Regions from separate parts of the Sus scrofa genome. Here region 1 is linked to region 2. A link is a contact called in public promoter capture Hi-C data. All regions are on one chromosome and are shown on one strand. The core of a region is the stretch at or near the end of the contact, and the rest is flanking DNA. Distances in the headings are between cores, read along the strand shown.

What was found. Promoter capture Hi-C pulls out the DNA fragments that hold promoters and counts their contacts.
Region 1: a contact with region 2 is called in a promoter capture Hi-C map of fetal skeletal muscle, with 5 times the contacts expected there. The contact joins the promoter of MRGBP here to the promoter of CABLES2 in region 2. A contact is called at or near these places in 3 of 5 promoter capture datasets (fetal liver, fetal skeletal muscle and liver), 6 of 47 Hi-C or Micro-C datasets (alveolar macrophages, embryonic fibroblasts, liver and 3 more) and 2 of 2 datasets of contacts at active chromatin or transcription factors (alveolar macrophages and skeletal muscle).

What each region holds. Positions count from the first base shown.
Region 1 is chr17:62,056,740-62,060,849 of Sscrofa11.1, reverse strand. MRGBP (MRG/MORF4L-binding protein) reads right to left here and starts at 2,449. Exons shown (of 5, transcript XM_021078245.1): 1 at 2,237-2,449; 2 at 1,675-1,796. The coding sequence starts at 2,384.
Region 2 is chr17:61,775,806-61,780,033 of Sscrofa11.1, reverse strand. CABLES2 (CDK5 and ABL1 enzyme substrate 2) reads left to right here and starts at 1,640. Exons shown (of 10, transcript XM_001924509.4): 1 at 1,640-2,025. The coding sequence starts at 1,640. RBBP8NL (RBBP8 N-terminal-like protein) reads left to right here. Exons shown (of 14, transcript XM_013998026.2): 14 at 1-1,455.

The DNA.
Region 1 (4,110 bases), core at 1,200-3,699, 280 kb before region 2:
CCTGCAGGGCCAGAATCAGGCTGCAGCTGTCCCGCAGGCCTGGCCCGGCTGTGCAGGCTCCGGGAGCACGCGATCCGAGGGCCGTGACAACCCTGCAGAAAGGCCATGGGGCTCCCGTCTCACCCATGTGGGCGGGCCACCGGGGTGGGAAGCAGGTGAGTGCAGGGGAGCAGGCACCGCCGATGCTCAGCGTGTTCCACCTGGCTGGCAGCTCGCACCTGCCGGACCGGACAGAGACGGTGGAGACGCAGCCCATGGGACGAAGGGAGAGCTTAGCTGGCAGGAGGGACTCAGGGTTGGGGGCGATCAGGAGACACTCGGGAGCCGTGCTCATCACCAGGCGGTCAGCGTGTAAACGTGCTGATCGGCATCGAGGAGCTTCAAAACCCGAGGGTTCCTGCGCCCACGGCACCTTGCGGGTGGGGTTCAAGGCCCCAGGTGACCGTGACGTCAGCCCCACAGCCATGCTAGGGTGCGAGGAAAAGAGAGAAGGGCCACTGTCCCGGGCTGAAAGCCCTGGGTGCCCCCGCTGCAGTTCCCTGAGTGTCACGTGGGCCCTGTGCTGGGGTCACAGCCATGGGATCCTCTGGGCCAGCAGCGTGCCTAAGAACCATCTGCCTCCCCCAGGTCGGGGACCCTGCCACTCTGATCTCTGGGTCCAGCCAGCAGTCAGGGCTCAGGACGTGCCTGGGGGCCAGGTGACCTCACAGTGTGACAGGTATGCGAGCCCAGTCAAGCTGTGGAACCCGGGAACTCACGGAGGGCAAGGCCCTGACCAGCAGGCATGGCCCTTTGGGTGGGCCTGGTGTAGTTTAGCGGCCAGTTCTCGAGTTTCTAGAATGCCTACTGCAGGCCAGGCGCTGGTCCCAGGACACAGTGGTCACCTTTCTCTCCTCCCTACACCAGGACGAGATGTGAGTGCCACGCCCAAGGCCAAAGGGAGGGAATGGCAGTGAGGTTTCTGGACCCAGACGGCTGGGGGTCTGCTGCCCCCTTTGCCCACACGCACCAATTCTCGCCTGGGGGCGTGAGGGGAGATGGAGCCTTCCCTAACCCAGCACAGGCTCCCACCTCACCGGGCACCTGCCACCCGGCTCCCACCCACTCTCCAGACACCCTGGCCTCCTCTGCGTCCTCTGATGCACCAACGCCTGCTGCCACAGAGCCTTGACACCTGCCGCTCCTCTGCTGGGAACGCCACTGGTCTCTTTGGCCACCCTGTTCCCCTAGTTCATCTGCCCCGCTAACGACATGGCTCAGGGGGGGTTCCGTGAGGCCCGGGTCCCTGCCTGCCTGGTTCTACCAGCAGTCACCAGTGTCACCTTAACCTGACTCAGACCCTGCCACCTCCCTGCCTACAGCACTCTGGGACTTTCTGTAAGACTGACAATGGCCTCAGAGCCCCTCCCACAGGCCTCAGCTCCTCAGTCGTCTCCTGGCCAGGTCCTAACTGACCCCTCAATTGCAAGTAGGTGCCATGTGATAACCAGCTACCGTCACTAGGTTTGTGTTTTCTGTAAAACTGCTCGGAGCTACCTTGTTGAACAACTGGTCCCCTGCGGGGCAGCCCAGACGTCAAGTTCCCTGAGGACAGGGCCTGGTGTAGACGCAGGGAGGCGCACGGAGGGGGCTCTCGGCCACCACCTGTCTGGGGGAGGGTGGGGGCCAGCTCACCAGTGCCTGCATGTCGTACATGGTGCTCAGGTGGTCCCAGATGACCTTGGAGGGCACTTGCCGGCCGATGTTCTGGCTGAACTTGTCCCGGATACAGATCATGTGGAAGTGCCGGTTCACACCTGCAGGGGGAAAGGGTCAGCCCGTGGGGGCAGACAGGTAGTTTGGAGAACAGACGTGGGGGTCAAGGGGAAGAGAGGGGAGAAGGCGCAGGGGGAGACGGGGGCAGTGCTTGGAGGGCGCGGGGGTAGAATGGGGTTGGTGGCAGGTACAAGGGGGGAGAGGAAGAGGTAGGGGTCAGTGGGGGAGGAGCAAAGGGGGCAGGGGTGCAGGTGAAGGCAGGGGTCGGCCGGCGTGGGGGGGTGGGGGCGGGAGGGGGCAAAGTCGAGCGGGGGAGGGGACTGCAAGGAGCAGGCCGGGGAGGGGCGAGCAGGTGGGGGCAGGGTGTGCAGGGGTGCAGGCGCAGGAGGCCCCGCCCCGCCCGCCCCGCGCGCGCCCCCGGCCGTTGCCGGCCGCCCCGCCCCCACGCGGGTGCGCGGCCTCGGCGCGGCGCTCCGCTCACCGACGGGCTTGTGGCCCAGCATGGCGTGGAAGAGGCACACCTCCACCTCGGGGCTCCACACGACCGTCTCCTCGGCCGGGCTGGTGGCTGCCTCCCCGGGCCCCTTGTCGCCCGCCGCGCCACCGCCGCCCACCTCGGCCTCCCCCATGGCCCGGCCGCCCAGCGACGAGCCCCCGGCGGGAGCGGGCGCGGCCACGGGCTCCGCGCAGGCGCACTCGCGGGGCGGGCGCGCGCTCGGCGGGCTCGCTCTGGGGTTCGCGCGCGGAGTCGGCGCAGGCGCAGCTGAGGGCGGGGTCGCGGCGCCCCCTGGCGGCCAGGTCTCTCAGCGCAGCGCCGTCGGAGCCTGAGGAGGATGAGAGGGACTGAGGATGTAAACGCCCTAAATTAAGTTGTGGCGATGGCTGCACAGCTCTGGGTAAACCCCGCAGAACTGTGCGCTTTAAATGGAGGAATTGCAAGTTACACCTCAGTAAAGCTGCTAGGAAGAAAAAGAACAGGCAACTGACAATGCCCGCGAGTGTGGCTCCAAGGGCTTCAAAAGCCCCTGGCTGACCTCTGGCCTGAGTGTGGAACAGAGCGGCCCCCGCGCGCCGGGGCAGAGGCGTCTGGGCCCCGCGCCTTGACCGCGGGCCTCAGCCTAAAGGGCAGGAGGGCCCAGGCCGGAGGGGGCGGGGTTAACCCCCACGGAGGGGCGGGGCCTGGGCGGAGTCTGGCCTGGCAGTCCTGTGACGAACTCAAAGAAGCACCCAATGGAGGCCGCCGGCTCCGCCCCGGCCCGGCCCGGCCCCGCCCTCGCGGCTCCCCCCGCCCCTCTCCGCTAGGCCACGCCCACCGCGGTGCCAGGGCTCTTGCCCAACGCGCGAGCGCTCTTCACCTCCCGGGTGTAGACTCCCGCGTCGGGCTTCCGGGTCCTCTTCCGGCTCCGCGACCTGCTAGTTCTGTGAGCGCTGCAAGGTGCTGGACCTCTTCAGGCCTAAGCTTCCTCCTCCGTGCAGTGGGGTTACTGATGGGGCTTGGTTTCTGGGTGCCCCAGCACAGGCTCGGGCGTCTTAGCAGACATTTGGAGCCACAGCGGTGAGCGCTGCCCCTTGGCCGTGTGGGCTCTGGCCAGCCAGTCACCTCCCGGTGGACTCAGAGCCTGAGTCCCGGCTTCCCATGCTGGTGCCCACAAGGTGGGAAGACGCGGTCAGCAGAGCCGGCCGTCCTGTGAGCCATGTTATGGCTGGACGTTGTGATTCCATTATTATTATTATTTGCTTTTTTTTAGGGCTGCACCTGCGGCGTATGGAAGTTCCCAGGCTAGGGGTCGAATCAGAGCTGTAGCTGCCAGCCTACACCACAGCGGGTGTGAGCTGCATCTGCAACCTAGATACCACAGCTCATGGCAACGCCGGATCCTTAACCCACTGAGTGAGGCCAGGGATCAAACCCGCATCCTCATGGATCCTAGTTGGGTTCATTAACCGCTGAGCCACAAAGGGAACTCCCTAAGTTGGGATTCTTGCCAGGTGTGTCTCCTCCCCTCCCTCTGACCTGCCAGCTGGGCTCACCTCAGGGTTGCTGCCTGTGGGGAGGAAGCCCCAAGCCACTTACACACACGAGGTGTAACAGATGGAGGCCTTTCCCTTTAATCTCCTTACAGTTCCCGGTGTGTGTGTGTGTGTGGGGGGGGAAATAATCAATAAGCAATAATTAGAGTAGAAAAAAGTTTTATTTGAGCCAAACGGAGGACTACAGCCCAGAAGACAGCTTTCCAGATTCCTCTGAGGGACTGTCCCAGAGACCATGGGTTTCAGCACAGTTTTGCATCTTGTCAGAACAAAGAACATGAACTAACTCTGGGATAAATTTCTACAAGTCCCCAAAGTAAACAA
Region 2 (4,228 bases), core at 391-2,890:
GGCTGGGTGAAGCCTGGGGCAAACTGGGGGCACCGGCCTGAGTAATGGGGGCACGGCTGCCACCTTGCTCACTGTGGCCTGTCTGCCTGTCTGAGAGGCCAGAAGGACTAAATTCCCAAGAGAGACATCCAGGCGCCCTGCCCCTGTGAGCACAGGCGCATGTATACGCCGTGTCCCACTGTTAAGAGCTGTGAAAGGCTGCTTTGATTTCTCTGCAATAAAACAAAACCTGTGTGCTCCATTCACATCCGACTAGTAGACCAGGTTTGGCCCGTGGGCACCCATCTCCAGGAGCCTGGGGAGAGAGAGGGCACCAGAACCTGGACGATCCGGTTCCTCCCCCACCCCCGTCCCTGCAGCACCCCCAACACAGTGCAGCTGGCAGGGGACAGATCCTGAGCAGACGGCATGGTTTTGGAGCTGAGGGGCAGTAACACGGTCCATGTCCCCTATGTTTTCCTCATTTGGTATCAAGTTAACTAAGAGCTACCAGTGGGTCAGCCCCCACCTGCCAGGTGCTCCTGCTAGTAAGAGCTGGCCAGCAGAGCCAGGCCCTGGGGCCCTAATGGATGTTGATTCCAGCCTCCTCCTGCAAACAGGAGCTCCACCCCCACTCCCAGCACCTGCTCAGAAGAGAGAAGTGTTGAGTGCTGCCTGCAGTTCCATGCAGGAGCATCCACGGAGAGGCTGGGCAAACCCCACCAAGTACCCCATCTCCAGGCGCCCCTGTCAACCCCCACAGCATCCTGCAGTCGGAATCACTGTGCCTACCTGAAGGAAAAGTAAGCCCACAGGCAGAAAGGTGGACAGAGCAAGCCAGTGACACAGAGGTGGCTGCGGGACCCTGCTTCCCTCCCCCCACCCCCCAAGACACAAGGGAGTTCCTGGAGGTTCCAGAAGGCAACACCTGAAGCAGGAAGCCACAGGCTCTGAAGTCAGGGGTCCTGGGTACAGAGGAGGAAACAGGCCGGCCCTCCTCCCCACACTCAAGGTCGCCTAGATGCCGAGGGAGGTGCAGGATTCTGCCTGGGGCTGAAGGCCCCGCCCTGGCCCCGCCCGCCTGCCACCCAGGCAGGTGCCTTCTCCCCTCAGACCCGCGGTCTCGTCTTCCGTCAATGAGGGGGGCCCGGTGGTACCGCGGGCCATTCCTGGGGCTCCTCGAGGGGCGACCTAGACCCCAGACGGCGGGTGGCACAGCTCCAGCCCCTGCAACCCAGCCTCCGCCCCCGCAAAGATACACCCGGAGAGGGAAAGTCCGTTGGAGCCTAAAGACGAGGCTCGAGGGAGGCCGCTAACGTCACAACCCGGCAAGGGGAACCGGGCACTGCCACCCCGAAGCCGTGGCTGCCGAGGCGGGGAGGCGAACGTGCCGCCTCGCCGCTGCGAGGCTCCGAGCCAGACCTCGCGGGACCGGTCGGCGGGCAGACGTTCCGCTCCCGGCTCCCAGGAGCTTCATCCGATCCTCCGAGACCCGGGGGAGCCCACCCCCGGCCCCAGCCGCCCGCGCCGCTCTGGCCAATGGGAGGGCGCGATGCCGATGTATTTGCATGCGGGTGCGCCCCGGCCAATGGGCGGCGTGCGCGTGCGCGTGCGCGGCCGGCCGCGGCGCGCGCGGCCGGCCGGCGGGCTCAGTCGGAGGATGGCCGCGGCCGCGGCGGGTGGAGCCGCGGGCCCGTCCCCCGGCCCCGCCGCCAGGGCCCCTCCGCAGGCGCTGCGGCGGCGTGGGGACTCCCGGCGTCGCCAGGCCGCGCTCTTCTTCCTCAACAACATCTCGCTGGACGGGCGGCCCCCGAGCCTGGGCCCCGGCGGCGAGAAGCCCCCGCCGCCGCCCGCCGAGGCCCGCGAACCGCCTGCGCCGCCGCCGCCGCCGCCGCCGCCTCCCCCGCTGCCCGCGCCCCCCGCCGGCCTGCCGCAGTCTGGTCCTCCCGGCAGGGCCTCGGCGCCCCAGGGTCTGCTCAGCCCCGCGCCCGCGCCCACCGGCTTGGGCCTGGGCCTGGGCCTGGGCCTGGACGGGCAGCGCCAGAGGTAAGTGCCACCCGGGTCTCCTGGGGCCTGGGGGCGGCGGGGTGGCCCCGGGCAAGGTCAGCGCAGGGGTCGGGGGCTCTTGTCAGAGTCACCCGGGCTCAGGGTTGGGGTCACCTGAGGGTGGCAGAGTGGCCTGGAGCTGGGTCAGCGCAGAGGTGAAGGTGGCCTGGGGACCTCACAGCCCAGGACAGAGGGTCAGGGTGACCTGGGGGCCTCCAGCACAGGGGGCAGGGTGGCGAGGCGGCCCAGGCTGGCCCAGCTCCTAACGTGGGGGTGAGGCGACCCTCAGAGGATCCGGATCTGCTGATGACATGGGGTCAGAGCGGCCGGTCAGCGTAGGACTTGGAGATGCGGAGGTGCCCCTCGGCCATGCGACCCCCGACACACGGGCGGGGGGTCCTGGGCCCGGTCAGGGCGCAACAGGTTGGGATCTCCTGGGCCTTGCCAGCCCTGGAAGGGAGTCTTGCCTGGGCCCCGCCAGCCTAAGATGTCCCCTGGCCCTCTGTCACCCCTGGGATGTTAGGGGTTCCTGGAGCCCTGTCCCTGGGCTTAAGGGTCATGGTCCCTGAATTCCACCCCCACCCCGAATGTGGGGTCAGGGCCCCCGAACACGGGTCAGGGTTCCCTCGGCCGTTCTCAGACCGCAGACACAGAGCCTGTCGGCCCTGGACACGCCCCCTCCCCAACCCTCTGTCCTCAGCGCTGTGGACACAGGGGCTCAAAACCCTCCCCTGTGTGCTCCCCGCATTCTCTACACTGGGCGGCCGCCCCCACGTGGGCCGGGGTCCTCCCCATATTGTGACATCTGGCATCAGAGTCTCCCGCGCCAGGCCAGCCTCCCTGCCCCCCACAGCACAGCTGGTGGTCCCCAGAGCCCCCCACGCCCCCGCCTCCATTGTCCCGGCTCTGCTCAGCACCCCTGAGCCTGTAGACTCCCAGGTTGCAGTGACTTCCCTTGTGCCCCACCCCTGAGCTCTGCCCGGCTGGCCTGCCTTGTGCCCACATAGCGCCTGGCTGCTGGACACCCCACTTCTTCTCCCAGAGACCCTTCTCCCACAGCCCCCCCACAAAGCTGCAGCTCCCGACACCTTTGCGCACTGGCCCCCGGGTGACCCCTCTCCTCGCACCCTTCCTCCAGACCCCTGCACTGGCCTGGGCCCAGGACTGGCTGCTCATCACCTTCCCTTCTCAAGGGCCACTGTTGGCCTTTGGTCTGGGGGCAGAGCTGCTGAGCAGGCTCGCTCCGGGGCAGGCTCTGGAGCTGTGCAGAGTCCTGCAGCTGGTGCCCCGTGTGGGTGGGTGAGACCTGGAAGCCACCGTGGTTCCCTGGTGTCCGTCCAGAGGTGGCTCTTCTTACCTGGAGGTCACCATGTGGTTGCCTCGCACCCCTGGTCCTCAGGCAGGTCAAGGTGATGTGGGGTCTTCCCAGGGACTCGTGGTCGGGATGGAGTCCAGGATACAGCGCTTCTGGCCACACTGCTTGCCCTCACAGAGGTCTCCGTGGCCCTGAGGCCACCGTCCCACCCCATAGGTGGACAAGGGGAGGCAGAGGATGCCTGTGGCCTGACCCTATCCGCCGACAGGCCAGCCAAGGCTCCGGAGGGGCTTAGGGCCCCGGTGGGACAGAGGGAGCAGTTTGCCTGACACCTCGCCCCCACCTCCCCGGGGAGATGGAACTGCGTCTCTGACGGGGCACTGATGCTTCTCGGTGGAAGGCCGTCCAGCTGGTCCTTGGCAGCCTGTCCCTGGCAGTGGTCATGCCCCCTGGCGGCCATCGGCCCAAGGACAGTCCCTCGCCACACCCAGTCTCCCTGGGGTCACTGTGACGCTCCAGGGCAGAGCGGTGACACCTTACGCTGTGTGAGGCCTCACATGCGCGGATGCGCGAGTGGTTCAGCAAGCAGTGCAGGCGCCCGGGTCGTGGGCCAGGCCCATTCCTGTGGGAGGGGCTTCTGGGAGGGTGGGCATTGCAACCCAGCGCCTGGGACCAGGGCCCTGCTGGCAGCGCTGCCTGGTGATGCTCTTGCCGTTTGTGAAGGCCGTGTGTGCAGAGGCCTGAGCTCTGAAGGACATGGGGACGGCTGGGACGTGGCACACCTGCTGCGCCCTCCACGGTCCCCTCGTCCCTCCACGCCTGCCCTCCCTGCCACTTGGCCTTCAAGTCCCATTCAGATGTCTTCCAGGCCCTTCGCGCAGTCGGCCC